Linked DNA regions of Hordeum vulgare: region 1 is linked to region 2. The links are chromatin contacts, called in public Hi-C maps. All regions are on one chromosome and are shown on one strand. The core of a region is the stretch at or near the end of the contact, and the rest is flanking DNA. Distances in the headings are between cores, read along the strand shown.

Evidence for each region. Hi-C and Micro-C count contacts between places; a contact is called where the count stands out from the background.
Region 1: a Hi-C map of seedling shows a contact between it and region 2, with 5 times the contacts expected there. The contact joins two enhancer-like sites. A contact is called at or near these places in 2 of 6 Hi-C or Micro-C datasets (leaf and seedling).

What each region holds. Positions count from the first base shown.
Region 1 is chr4H:439,096,611-439,102,713 of MorexV3_pseudomolecules_assembly, forward strand. No RefSeq gene overlaps it. Among protein-coding and RNA genes, the nearest start is that of LOC123450595, 200 kb to the right of the region's middle. Within about 2 kb of position 3,466, at least 1 of the 3 cell types and tissues checked has open chromatin away from gene starts, as enhancers often do. A contact at or near this core is called in seedling, where this site is marked.
Region 2 is chr4H:438,758,771-438,765,588 of MorexV3_pseudomolecules_assembly, forward strand. No RefSeq gene overlaps it. Among protein-coding and RNA genes, the nearest start is that of LOC123448857, 21 kb to the right of the region's middle. Within about 2 kb of position 1,476, at least 3 of the 3 cell types and tissues checked have open chromatin away from gene starts, as enhancers often do. A contact at or near this core is called in seedling, where this site is marked.

The sequences.
Region 1 (6,103 bases), core at 2,216-4,715, 340 kb after region 2:
ATATGTCCAAGACACGGTATAATGAACTAGCTACGGAATCCTACATGCAAAAAAACCAACAACTACTCTAAAATACATGGCAAAAGGGTTCCTAAAACATGAACATTTTATCTACGGAGTTCTAGCAATCCGGACACGCGCGAAAATAAATACAGGCAACTATCTTATTGAGATAGCACGCAAAACTAGGCGTTAGGCACGTCAAACTACTTCAAACATTTATGCAAGTTGCAAATTCAAAATCTACACGAGATTCTACACAAGATCCATATAAAACTCGCCTCGATCCGACTTACGGCTTAGAAACAACGAGCATTTGAAAAACCGCTATTTTTCTGAAAAGAATAAATCGGAATCCTAAAAGAAATAACTAACAGGCCGAATTTCTAACGGGCCTAAACAGGCTGGGCACTAGGCACTAAAACACGCACATGGGCGCTGAATAGAAGTGTTCACCTTTGGCCAAAGGCCGGCCTGGGGCGCTGCTTGCTGGGTCTGGCCCACGCGGGGAGCCAGCCTAGGGGCGGGACGAGCGGTTGCTCCGTGTCCAGATCCCGATCGGGAGCAGGTCGCGGCGGCGACAGGCCGAGGCGGCTCTGGCAGTACCCGGCGGTTGCACGGGGAGCGAGGGGCGGTTGGTATGGAGGTCGTCGGGCGGCGGCACGCGGCGAAGACGGCCTGGGATCCGACGGGGCGGCGACCGGAGGGGCACAGCTGGCGGGTGGCGTGGATCTGGCCGGGGCGCACGAGGAGACGCGGCGGCTTGAGAGGACCGCTGGATCTGGCGAGCTGGGCCTCGACAAGGGGCGTCGCTCCGACGGCTTGCCAGCGACACACGGGGAGGGTGGCGGCCCGAGGGGACCAGCAACGAGGGCGGCCTCCTGCGGCTGCGGAAGCAGCTCGGGAGGAGCAGGGGGCGAGCGCACGGCTCGGGCGGCAGGCGTGACGATGGGATGCCCCGGGCCCAGATGGGCTCGGGCGGGCCCCGATCTGGGCTGGGAGGGTTGCGCGAGGAAGGAGACAGGGAAGGAGGCGGCGGGGAGCTGGTTGTCTGCGCGTGGATCCCAAGGAGGCTAGGGTTAGGCCAGATTAGGAAGGGCTAGCCTTCCTTTTTATAGCAAGAGGAGCTAGGTTTAGGGATAGAGACCGTTTTCGGGCTGTTCGATCGAGATCGGACGGTCCCGGAAATGTCCTAGGTTTAGGTTTGGCTAGATGGGTCATGCAGAGTGGCTTAGACAGAGATGAGAGGGAAGTAGTGCGGCGCGGCAACGCGATTTAAAACATCGAATCACGTCCCACGAATAACCGAAGATGGTGCCGCTACGGTCGACCATTCGGGTATCAGACGGACTCCGATTGCGACAAAATTTGGCAAGCGGCCTACCTATATCTATATAAGACCGCACGTCAAGTTTCAACCCAATCAGAGAAAGTTTTAAACACACTTTTAAAAACAAGATTCGAACAATGCCGCGGGCGCGTGCGAGTGTGGTCGGGCTCCGAACGTGCAACGACGGGAACCCGCAACTAACAACGGATGCAAGTTTGAAAACTGGCGGCAACGGGATGCCTATGCAATATGGATGATGCGCATGATGCGATGAAGATGCAACAAATAAATGAATCCACACGACAGAAACGGAATAAAAGGGGGGGATCTTCTGGAACGTCGGCATCGGGCTGTCACAATGGGCCTTTCCCTATTGTCGCCAAGATCAATGAAGTCGCGTTCAAGCTCGAGCTGCCCCCTCAAGCCACAGTGCACCCGGTGTTTCACGCGTCGCTGCTTCGCCGCGCCCTCCTCCTGGGTATGACCGTTGAACCACAACTTCCACACTGGTCTGACGATATGGTTGTTCCTATAGCTATACTGCAAACCCACTGGCGCAAACACAAAGATGGCGTCCGCGAACAAGTCAAGATCCAGTGATCCAACTCGTCGGCATTGGGCCCTACCTCGGAAGACAAGGCAAGTCTACTCGCATGATTCCCACATGCAGAGGCTTGGGGGCAAGCCTCGTCCGAAGCGAAGGGAGATGTCAACGTACCTCACATAGAGGGCCCACAAGGCAGTGCCCCCCAAGTCCATGCTGCCACCCGACACGCACGCTCCAGGCAGCCCAACCCGCGCTACCAGGGTCCAGCATGGACCAACTGAGGCTCGGGCGCGCCCTACTTATCCGCGGCGCAGAGGGTGAGGAGACGTCCGGTGGATCACGACAACGGCGGCGGCTACCTCCTCTATTCTTCTCTCCACCGATCCCCTCCACCAAATTCGTGTATCCCCTCCGGTAATAGCTATCTAGGAACCGAATTGTGAACTATCTATGTGGATGAGAGTGATTCCGGTGTTGGTAACCTATCACTTATCTTCGTTGACATTTTCCTAGACTAGTGTAGTCAAATACCTGTTTTTCTCTAAAGCATTTTCTTATAAACGCAATCATACTACAAAAGTGCCCTTCTACACCCGAGTTCAAATAAGATGGGATAAACAATTTCTTCAAAAATATTTGATTTTTTTTTAAATCTGTTTTTTAGGCAAACTTTGACAAATGTTCTAAGAGTTTGCCAAATTTCAGCACAAAATCACATTTTTGAAAGTCGTGAAAAAAAACAAGTTCTGCATTTTCAAAATATCAAAAAAATTGCCACGATTTTCACAAATATATTTCAAGATGAAATTTGGTAATCTCTTATAGCATTTGTCAATGTTTGACATAAAAAAATTCAAATATTTTTGACCATTTCTAAATATTTTTTGAGTTTAGTGTTCACCCGAACTCATTTCAGGTCGGGTGCGAGAACATCACGTCTTACATACTAAATGAGCTCGGGTACGAGAACATCACGTCTTACATACTCCCTCCGTCACGGTTTAGAAGGCGTGCATGAAAATTTTGTAGAACCTAGATGGTTATTGATTGGCTGTGAAATTAGTTAAAAAAATAACATTCACACTACTCATGCACATGAAAGTAGTATAATGGAGTATTAATTAAATGCTAAGAGTAAATACAATGCGTTTTAAACCTTGTTTATTAAAAAATGCACTTAAGTTTAAGCGTGACGAAGGTAGTACTACTTTTATGCAAGACAAAATCTTAATATGCCAACAGGAGGAAGAACGTTCCCCGCAAAAAGAATAAAGGAAGAGTGTGTTCCCAATCATTATTTATGCTGTGTGGCCATTGAGATCCCAACCCGAGTATGCTAGCTTCCTTGAACATAGACTCGCACCCTACGAACGCTCACAACGGGGTAGACGCTGCCGTTTCTTGCCTGTGAGCGCCTCGAGCGGCCGGGTCAACTTGCGATTCGAGCGTCTACTACGTATACAGTTTGTTTCCATGGAATTGGAAGTTTCGAACGTGCGGCCAACGCGGCAGCGAAGACGGCGGCCGGCGTGGGCTAGTGGCAATATGCCACGCGAGCCTTCGATCGACTATAGCCTCCGTGTTTTAGCGCTGAAAGGTCGACGCTGATGCCTCGATGAGTCCCATCATGTAAGGGCAACTTCAAAGCACGACCCTATCCTGTCCGTTCATATTTAAGGTAAGATGAACACATCAGGTGACCCAACGCGCGGGCGTAAACAGACGTTTGTCCGTTTTCTGCCCGCTTTGAACTCATTTTTGATTCAAACTTGATCCGGTTTTGAGGTGAAACGGATAGCGCGCGCATGTCGCACGGACGGACGGGACACGCGCGTCTTTCTTTCAATGGCCCGCTCGTCGGTGGCACAAAGCAACATGGCCTTCCCATCCCCACGCCTCATTCCATTTCATTCCCTCCCCCTCCCCCAAATCCTCCCACGCCCCCCCCCCCGGTTTGTCGGGATCGCCGAAAGTCAGCGTGATCGCGCCGTCCACGCCGCGCCCCTCGGCCGTCATCGACCTCAACGTCACGTCGGGGTCCTGCAGCGGCGGCCGCCCGTACGTCGAGATGCAAAGAAAGCAAGCTCGGCCGCCGTCTACGGCCACCATGTCGTCGCCCGTCGTCCTATTCGGCGAAATGCCAACACCGACGCCAACGGTCGACGACCCCTTCTACGACAAGTTCATGGAGAATGTTATCTTCAAGGGTCGTGGCGAGGCCTTTCAAGGGGGGGGGGGGCAGGGGGGGCCTTCGGTCCAATGGAGACCCACAGTGAAGATGGTCGCAGCGACTACATGGTCGATGAAGACTTTTGAGGCCGACCATGGTGAATCGTGGCATGAAGAAGATGTCATATATTGTGAAGGTAATGAAGAAGAAGAGGACGAAATCGATATTGCGGGTGAGCCATTGTTCATTGACGAGCTCATCCAAAGAGCGGAAGCTCAAAAGAGGAAAAAGAGCATTCATACAAGATCATACACACAAGACTTTGCATGGCATGATGTCTCAAAAGAAAGTCAGGGACGAGAAGAAGAGACAAGGCAAGGAGGAGCAAATGAAGCAATACATTCGAATGTTTGTGTTTGAAAATGAGGCGGACAGGATGCGGCCAAGGATGCGTCCGCGCGTTGAACGCACGACCACCGCATCCCAGAAATGGCTCGGACACGAGCCCAACGTCCGCCCCAAACGGACAGAATCCGGGCCAAACGGACATCCGGATGGGGTCGTGCACTCGAGTTGGCCTTAGGCGGGCGATGTGGTCGTGTCCGGGCCTATTCTGGGATGCGGTGGCCGTGCGCCCAAGCACGCGGACGCATCCTTCGGCCGCATGATGTCTGCCACGGCTAATATGTCCATATATTCATATTTATCAATGTTTTAAACAAGTTTGCACGTCCAAATATCAATTGTCTCTAATAAAAATAGTTTTACAACCCAATCAAAATTGTCTCGAATAAAATAATTTTACAACCAAATCGAAATTGTCTTTAATAAAGATAATTAATCAATATATCTATTAGTTTCCAATGTGATCCCACATGTGCTCAACCAAGTTATTTTGAAGCTGCAAATGAGTGTGCCAATCAGGATTTCACGATGGAATAGGGTAATCTGGTCAAACGTGGCCGGTTCTTCGTGCAGGGGCTCAACATTGTTACCTTGAAAATCAAATCCTTGATCGAAAATGGAGTCATCACGCTCGTCCTCCACGATCATGTTGTGCATGATCACACAAACAGTCATCACCTCCTAAAGCTTCCCTTCGTCCCATGTCAATGCAGGATTTCGAACGATACCCCATATGGATTGAAGCACACCAAAAGCACGCTCCACATCCTTTCTAGCACTCTCTTGCATTTGGACAAATCTCTTTCTCTTCTCTACTTGGGGGTTTGAGATTTTCTTCACAAAAGTTGACCACTGAGGATATATACAATCAGCAGGTAGTATTCCTTGTTGTAGTGGTGATCATTGATCTCAAAGTTGGCAGGTGGGGAGTGCCCTTCTGCAAGCCTAGCGAACACTGGGAAACGTTGCAACACGTTGATATCATTGTGAGAACCAGCCATGCCGAAGAAAGAGTGCCATATCCAAAGATTGTGTGAATCCACCGCTTCTAATATGACAGTGCATGCTTTCACATGCCCCTTGTACTGGCCCTGCCAAGAAAATGGACAGTTCTTCCACTCCCAATGCATACAATCTATGCTGCCAAGCATGCCTGCAAAGCCTCTATCAGCGTTGATCACCAACAACCTTTTTGTGTCAGCGGCATTTGGCTGCCTCAAGTACTCGGGGCCAAACACCACTACCAAGGCCTTGCAGAAGTTGTTCATTGACAACAGACATGTCGACTCACTCATGCGCACGTACTCATCCACAAGATCGCCTGGAATTCCATATGCAAGCATGCGAATGGTGGCGGCGCATTTCTGATAAGAGGGGAATCCAAGCTTGCCAAAGGCATCCGTTTTGCACTCAAAGAATGGGTCATGATGAACCACTCCCTCACAGATGCGATTGAACACATGCCTTGACATACGAAAACGGTGACGGAATCTCCTCGGTTTGAAGAGTGCGGTATTTTGAAAGTAATCAGCATAGAGCAAGGCATGGCCTCTCTCTCCCGCGCGGTTCAGGTTGGGCGCACGGCCAGGCACTGACCCCCTGTACCGAGGCCGCTGCCTTTGAATGTGGTCATGAACGACCAGTGCAGCCA
Region 2 (6,818 bases), core at 226-2,725:
ATTTGAGGGTCGACGTTGAAGATGCCATTAGAAGATTGGCTAGAGATGTCCTAAGAGCATCTCTAGCACACCCTGTAAAAAGGCTGAACCCACAAAATTCCCGCGAGTATACGTGTTCGTCCCGTTTTAGTTTCCACAACAGACCCCGTATCGCGCATCTGGCCCGTAATTTTTTTTACCGTGGCCCGGGAAAACAGCCCCCAACAGGCATATATGCGGTTTCACCGCTCGGATACAGGTCAAACCATATCCTCCATCGTCTTAGCTCCGTCTGGATTCATCTCCCACTCCACCCTAATTTCTCGCCGCCGGCAAGAAAAAAAAAACCATGGCGGGCCGTCCCCACCATGGACGGCCACGGAAATTGACGGGATGATGCCGAGCGCCGTCGCCACCGCGCCTCCGACGCCGCACACAAGCGGGGGTCCTGGAGGTGGCTGAACTACGGTCGTCGGCTTCCGAATACCGCGAGCTCGAGGAGGACAAGCGCGAGCTCGCGGCCCGACGCCTCGGCTCCTCCGGCTCCTCTGCCGCTGGGAGTTCGTCCTCGGGCGCCTCGTCCTCATGGAAAATCACTCTGATGAAGAAAAAAAGGCCGGAGGAGCTCAGGCCGCTCGCCGTCAAGCTCGAGGACAACCTCGTCCCGCCGCGTGGAGGGGTCATCGGCCCCGAGGACTACTTCCCCCGGGGCAGGAGGATCACCTCATGTGCGCCATCATGGAGCGCTCGATGAGGGAGGCGGAGGAGGAGGCCGCGCGCAACCGCCACGGCCTCGAGATCGAACAGATCTTCCTCGAGCAAGGCGTCACAGCGTCGCAGGCGAGCGCGTCCAAGGAGGCGGACCTACGCGTCATGAAGGCCGAGCAGGACAAGATCTGGATCGACCTCGACTCTCACGAGGACTGAGTTCCTCCGGCTCCTCCGTCGCGTCATCGTCGCCGCATCCGTCATTTTTGGTAGCCTAGGCTCGGGTACGCTGCACGTCCCGTAGTCCTCCCCCTACCTAGTAGTATGAAGAACTGATGTAGGTTGATGATGAAGAATGATGTAGTTTGATGAAGAACGATGATGTATTTTGATGAAGAACGATGATGCAGTTTCACTCGTAATTTTTTTTTACAGTTTCATATACATGGTTTGATCTTTGACACATGAAATGACTGTAAACGTATTTTGCAGGTTGTTTTTTTATTGGATTTGATAGAGATGCTCTAAGAGTTGCGAGTGAGCTGGAGCAGCAATGACACACGGTTCAAAGGGCTGCGTGACAGCGCAACGTCGAAAACGCAACATTTTCCAGCAATCATAGTTGCTTCAGTAGAAGATTCAGCCAGTCAGCTGGCGTAGCAACCAAGCACTTGAAGGAAAAGGGAAACAATGGCGAGTTGCTGACCAGGCAAGCGACGGGCCGCGCGCAGACCGCCTCCGTCGGACCGTACGGCACTTCGTCCTGCTTCCCTCGGATGCACTGTGTGTGCCGTGTCGGTGCGCGCCGTTCGAACAGTAGCAGAGGCCGCGCGACAGAGAAGGCAGGCCTGGTACATGCTAGATGACCGACTTGTGACGAGTTGATGGCCTGGGATGGACGTAGTACTAGTGGCTGGCCTGACGCTTGTCACGTCAAATTTCATCTGCGTCACCGGCCGCCGTGTCGGTCGCGCGCCCAGTTGAGAGCGAGATCAAACGATGAGGTGGTTTCGGGTTCTTGGTTTCAGTCGAGATGGCACCATCAGAGCGTCCGTTGATCTGTCGCTGCAGAGTAGTTTAAGGTTCGTTTCGATAAGCCCTGCTGCTTGCTGCTACGACTCCCGTATGTTTAGCATTGAATCGACAACGATGATAATACTAACTAACGGACCCTGACTGAGTCTTGGCCTGTTGCCCACCTGTGTCCGCATGGTCTATGCGTGCACATCGGCCGGCAACATGTGATAGATAGATACGAACAGAGAGGGTGAGTCGTGACATGAAAATTCATGCACTCAGCCTGCACTGAAGCTGCAGGACTCCGATCGATATCAAGGTCCATACGGAGGAGACCACGAGTGGATGGACTCTAGTAACGACACGGGCCCTGGCGGATGACACGTTCGAGCCCAAGCCCCCTGTATTAATGACCCCATTGTCAGGATGTAGTAGGTGGCATCCATCTGCTCTCGCGACATACGTGGTCTAACGCGTATCTTGTCTCCTCATCCTCTAGTTCTGGTATATACATGCATGGCTCACGAAATGCTAACCATTTCGGCTACAGACGTACTACAGCAGGCTCGTATGAACATGGTCCCCTGCAGGCTCGTATGAAGATGGTCCCTTGCGTAGCTACGTACGCTAGCAAACTTAGAGCAACTCCACGTCCCGCGGGCCTTTTTTCTTATCGCGGGGCAAAAAAAAATAAAAAAAAATCATCCAATCACGTCTTCAGGAGTCCAAATTTCATCGGTTCGAACCTAAATCAATGTCGGCGGACCTAGGTCGAATCCAACGCGCTCGGACTCTCGGGACGACGAGGAAAAGGAATTCTTGGCGAAAACAAAACCGTGTCAAATCCTTCCGTGTGGACCCGTCAAGTCAGCGATTGCGCGTTGATGAGAGGCTTCATTCTCACCGCCTCGGCTCCCGCGCCACCGGTTGGGTTTTCAAGGCCTGAAGGTGCGGTAATGGCGAGCCACTACGCGTCTCGTCCTTTCCCGTCATGCGTACACACCGCTTCGACCTTCTCCCCGCTATAAAAGTCGTGCCTCGCCGCCGCTCACCGCACACTCGCCATCCATCCCAATCTCTCATTTCTCTCGCCTTCACCATCGGAAAATCTCTCCCTTGAGGCCATGGTGGAACGATTCCCTCGCACCGGAGCGGTGGCCAACGACTTCGGCCACCGCTTTCTACACGAGTGGGAGGCGCGTCTTCTTCATGAGGCGAACTACCCGAAGCTGTCGAACATGCGCGTGTCGGGCGCGCGGCGTCTGAGCGCTCGCGGCGTCCCCGTACCACCGCCACCCTCCGGCGCAGAGTGGTAGGCTGATATCACGAGGATCCAAGAGTCTTTGCCCGTCGACGCGCGTGAGCAGCCCACATACGCCCCTAACAACCAACCCGTGTGGACGGCGTACTTCCAGCGCCGCCACGAAGAGCAGCCGGCGTCCAGCAATGGTGCTTCAGGGCCAAGGGGGCGCCACAACTCTGATGTGTGTCGTCAATTGTGGGGCGCCCCCGGGCGCACGCTCCACGCCGTCCTCGAGCACCTCGAGGGAGGCAACGAGTCATCGTTGGAGTACCCGACGACGTCCTTCTCGCGCCGGAGCGGGAGCTGGCTGTTGAGGCGCATGACGGTGGCGTCAACGTCGTCCTCCGGCTCTCGATCCTCCGGTGCGACGACGCCACCCGTCGCCGTCAAGCCCGAGACACAGGAAACGTCGCTTCGCCGACGCAGCCGCGGTGGCAACCTCGTCATAAACGAGGGTCGCCGCCAACCTTCCCCACCCTGTGACCACCTTCGCCTTGTCAAGTCGAAGAAGGAGCCAGCGGTGACCGTCGTGGTGAAGAAGGAGCACAAGGCCATGGTCGCCGACCTCAATGTCGGCCACAAATGGTCACGGAAGGACTACGTGCGGGAGGAGATCGAGCGCGAGCGCATCGTTCTGGATGAGATCGTCGAGCGGTGCCGCAGTTGTGAAGAGGGTGGCATCATCGTCTTCTCTGACGGGGACAAGGAGGCGACCGCATCGACCCCGCCCGTCCGCAACAACAACCCAAGACAGGGCATCAGCAAGGACGTCGGTGATCCTCTTGAAAATATGCGCTAGAGGCAATAATAAAGTGGTTATTATTATATTTTCTTGTTCATGATAATTGTTTATTATCCATACTATAATTGTATTGATTGAAAACTCAAAAACATGTGTACATACATAGACAACAAAGTGTCCCTAGTAAGCCTTTAATGGACTAGCTCGTTGATCAAATAAGTCTAAGGTTTCCTAGCCATAGATATGAGTTGTCATTTGATAACGGATCACATCATTAGAAGAATGATGTGATGGACAAGACCCAAACCTTAAGCATAATGTTTGATCATATCCAATTTATTGCTATTGCTTTCTGTTGAAATTAGTAGTGGGCCTTAGGCCCATAAGAGAATTTCAAAAATCTCCAAGGGCTCATGTAGGTGGTGGCATGACAAAGTGGTGGTGGGAAGTTTAGTCCCACCCCGCTAGTGGAGGAGAAGTTGGACTCCTTTATAAGGGTCTTCTTCTACATGCTATTCGAGAGTGAGAAGAGAAGAGGCCCTCGCGCACTCCTCCTCCGCCGCCAGCCTTGCCACGTCTCATCACGACGCGACGCGGGTTGCGGGAATGAGCCGAGCCGAGCTCATACCTACGTGCTTATTTTTGCCGGCCAGGATCGGAGAATACGTAAAAAATGCGCCATGGTCTGAGACGTCGGATCGTGGGCTGTTACCGACTCAGACGTGGGTTCACCCCACGTCTCTCCACCCGGCCACCTATATAAGCAGGGCTAACGCCAACCCTAGCCGTCACGAGAATCAGATCACATCTGCCTCACGCGCTCGTTCCTTTGCTGCCGCCGGCGACTCCGTCTCGTTCACCGCGTACACGATCGATGGGAGAGCAGGCCTCCGAAACCCTGCCTCTCTGGTTCCTGTAGGGGAGAGGGGCGATTAGGTTTTTGGGGAGCGATCACGCGACTCCTTGCCTCCGTCCGTCTTCTTCGTCTACATCCATGTCGTCCTCGTCATCGCCATGGATGAACCATCCGAGACCGATCGTCTTGCCCTTGAAGCTGAGAAGAAGAGGGCAGAGGATGCTACTGCTACGGTTGCGTCCGCCGCCAACGCCGCTGCTACGTCCAACTGGCCTACCGGAGGGTATAACTCGTTTACCCCACTCCTGTTCGTTTCAACCCTAGCAATACTACTGGCATGCATAGATGTATCAACTATATGCGTAGTATGTGCTAGATTAGTTCATGATCAGTATGTCATTAGTCTAGTCAATGCCATGCTAGTTATTATCTTGTGGATTAATCTACTCGGAAAATTGCCTATTTACTCAACAATTCAAAAATCTAATGTGTGTAGGAATTTTTTGAGTAATGGTTTTGCTGTTGCACTGAAACCGGATAAGTTTACCGGTACTTATTTCAAGCGTTGGCAAACGAGAACCACCTTATGGCTCACGGCTATGAACGTGTTCTCGGTAGTCGGTGTCACTCCCACGGGAACAATCTCTCCTCAACAGGAGAAGATGTTCGCGGAGGCCACCGTCCTATTCCTTGGAGCAGTTATAAGCGTGATCGGAGATAAGCTGGTTGATGCATATTTACACATGCATGTTGCCAAGGATCTGTGGGAGGCGCTCGAATCTAAATTCGGGGCCACCGATGCTGGGAGTGAGATGTCTGTTATGGAGCAGTTCCACGATTACAAAATGGTTGACAACCGTTCTGTATTGGAACAGGCTCATGAGATAATATGCATAGCTAAAGAACTTGAGGTTCTTAAGTGCAATTTGTCGGGCAAGTTTGTCGCAGGCTCTATAATTGCCAAGCTCCCTAATTCCTGGAGGAACTTTCCTACTACTCTGAAACATCAGAGGCGTGAGTTCTCAGTAGAGGACATCATCAGCCATCTGAGTGTTGAGCAGAATTCGAGAGCGAAGGACTCCAATGGAAAAGCGGTTGAAAGCCCTTGTGTTGCCAATATGGTACATCAGAGGAACTTCAATTCCCACAAGCCCAAGGGAAATAATATGTCCAACAGAATACCGACTTCAAGTAGAAGGAAAAGAAGACCTTCAAGAAGAATAAGAAGGGAGAGGGCTGCTTTACTTGTGATTCAGATGAACATTGGGCGAACAAGTGCCAAAACAAGTACAAGAAGCCGGCGCAGGACTCCAAGTCCGCCAATATGATTCTGGGCAACAATGAAAGTGGTGCATCTGGGTACGGTAATTTATTTACTGTATTTTTAGTTTGTGAGTCCATCGATTGGTGGGTGGACATGGGTGCAAATATTCATGTGTGTGCTGACATCTCATTGTTCTCTTCTTATCAGGCCACAGGTCGCGGGTCCGTATTGATGGGGAATGACGCGAGTGCTTCTGTTCTTGGTGTTGGCACGGTCGATCTGAAGTTTACTTCGGATAGGATCGTGCAGCTGAAAACGTGCAGCATGTCCCCGGCATCAAGAAGAATCTTGTTAGTGGCTCCCTTCTGTGTAGAGAATGGTTTAATTTGGTATTCGAGTCTAATAAATTAGTTGTTACGAAATATGGACTTTTTGTTGGTAAAGGTTATGAATGCGGAGGTCTCTTCCGCCTTTGCCTTGCAGATTTTTGTAATAAAGTCGTGAACAATATTCATTCGAGTGTTAATGAATCTGAAGTTTGGCATTCACGTCTTTGTCACATAAGTTTCGGCGTTATGTTGCGGCTAGCAAAACTGAATTTAATCCTGACTTTCACTTTAGCCAAAGGTTCTAAGTGTCATTCGTGTGCGCAAGCAAAGCAACCTCGCAAGCCTAACAAGGCCGCAGAGGAGAGACACTTGGCACCATTAGAACTCATATATTCTGATCTTTGTGAGATGAATGGTGTGTTGACTAAAGGTGGAAAGAAATATTTTATGGCATTGATAGATGATTCCACTAGATATTGCTATGTGTATCTGTTAAATACTAAAGATGAGGCTCTACACTACTTTAAAATCTATAAGGCAGAAGTTGAGAATGAACTTGAAAAAAAATAACGAGTACAGTCTAATCGTGGTGGAGAGTACCTCTCAAACGAATTTGATGC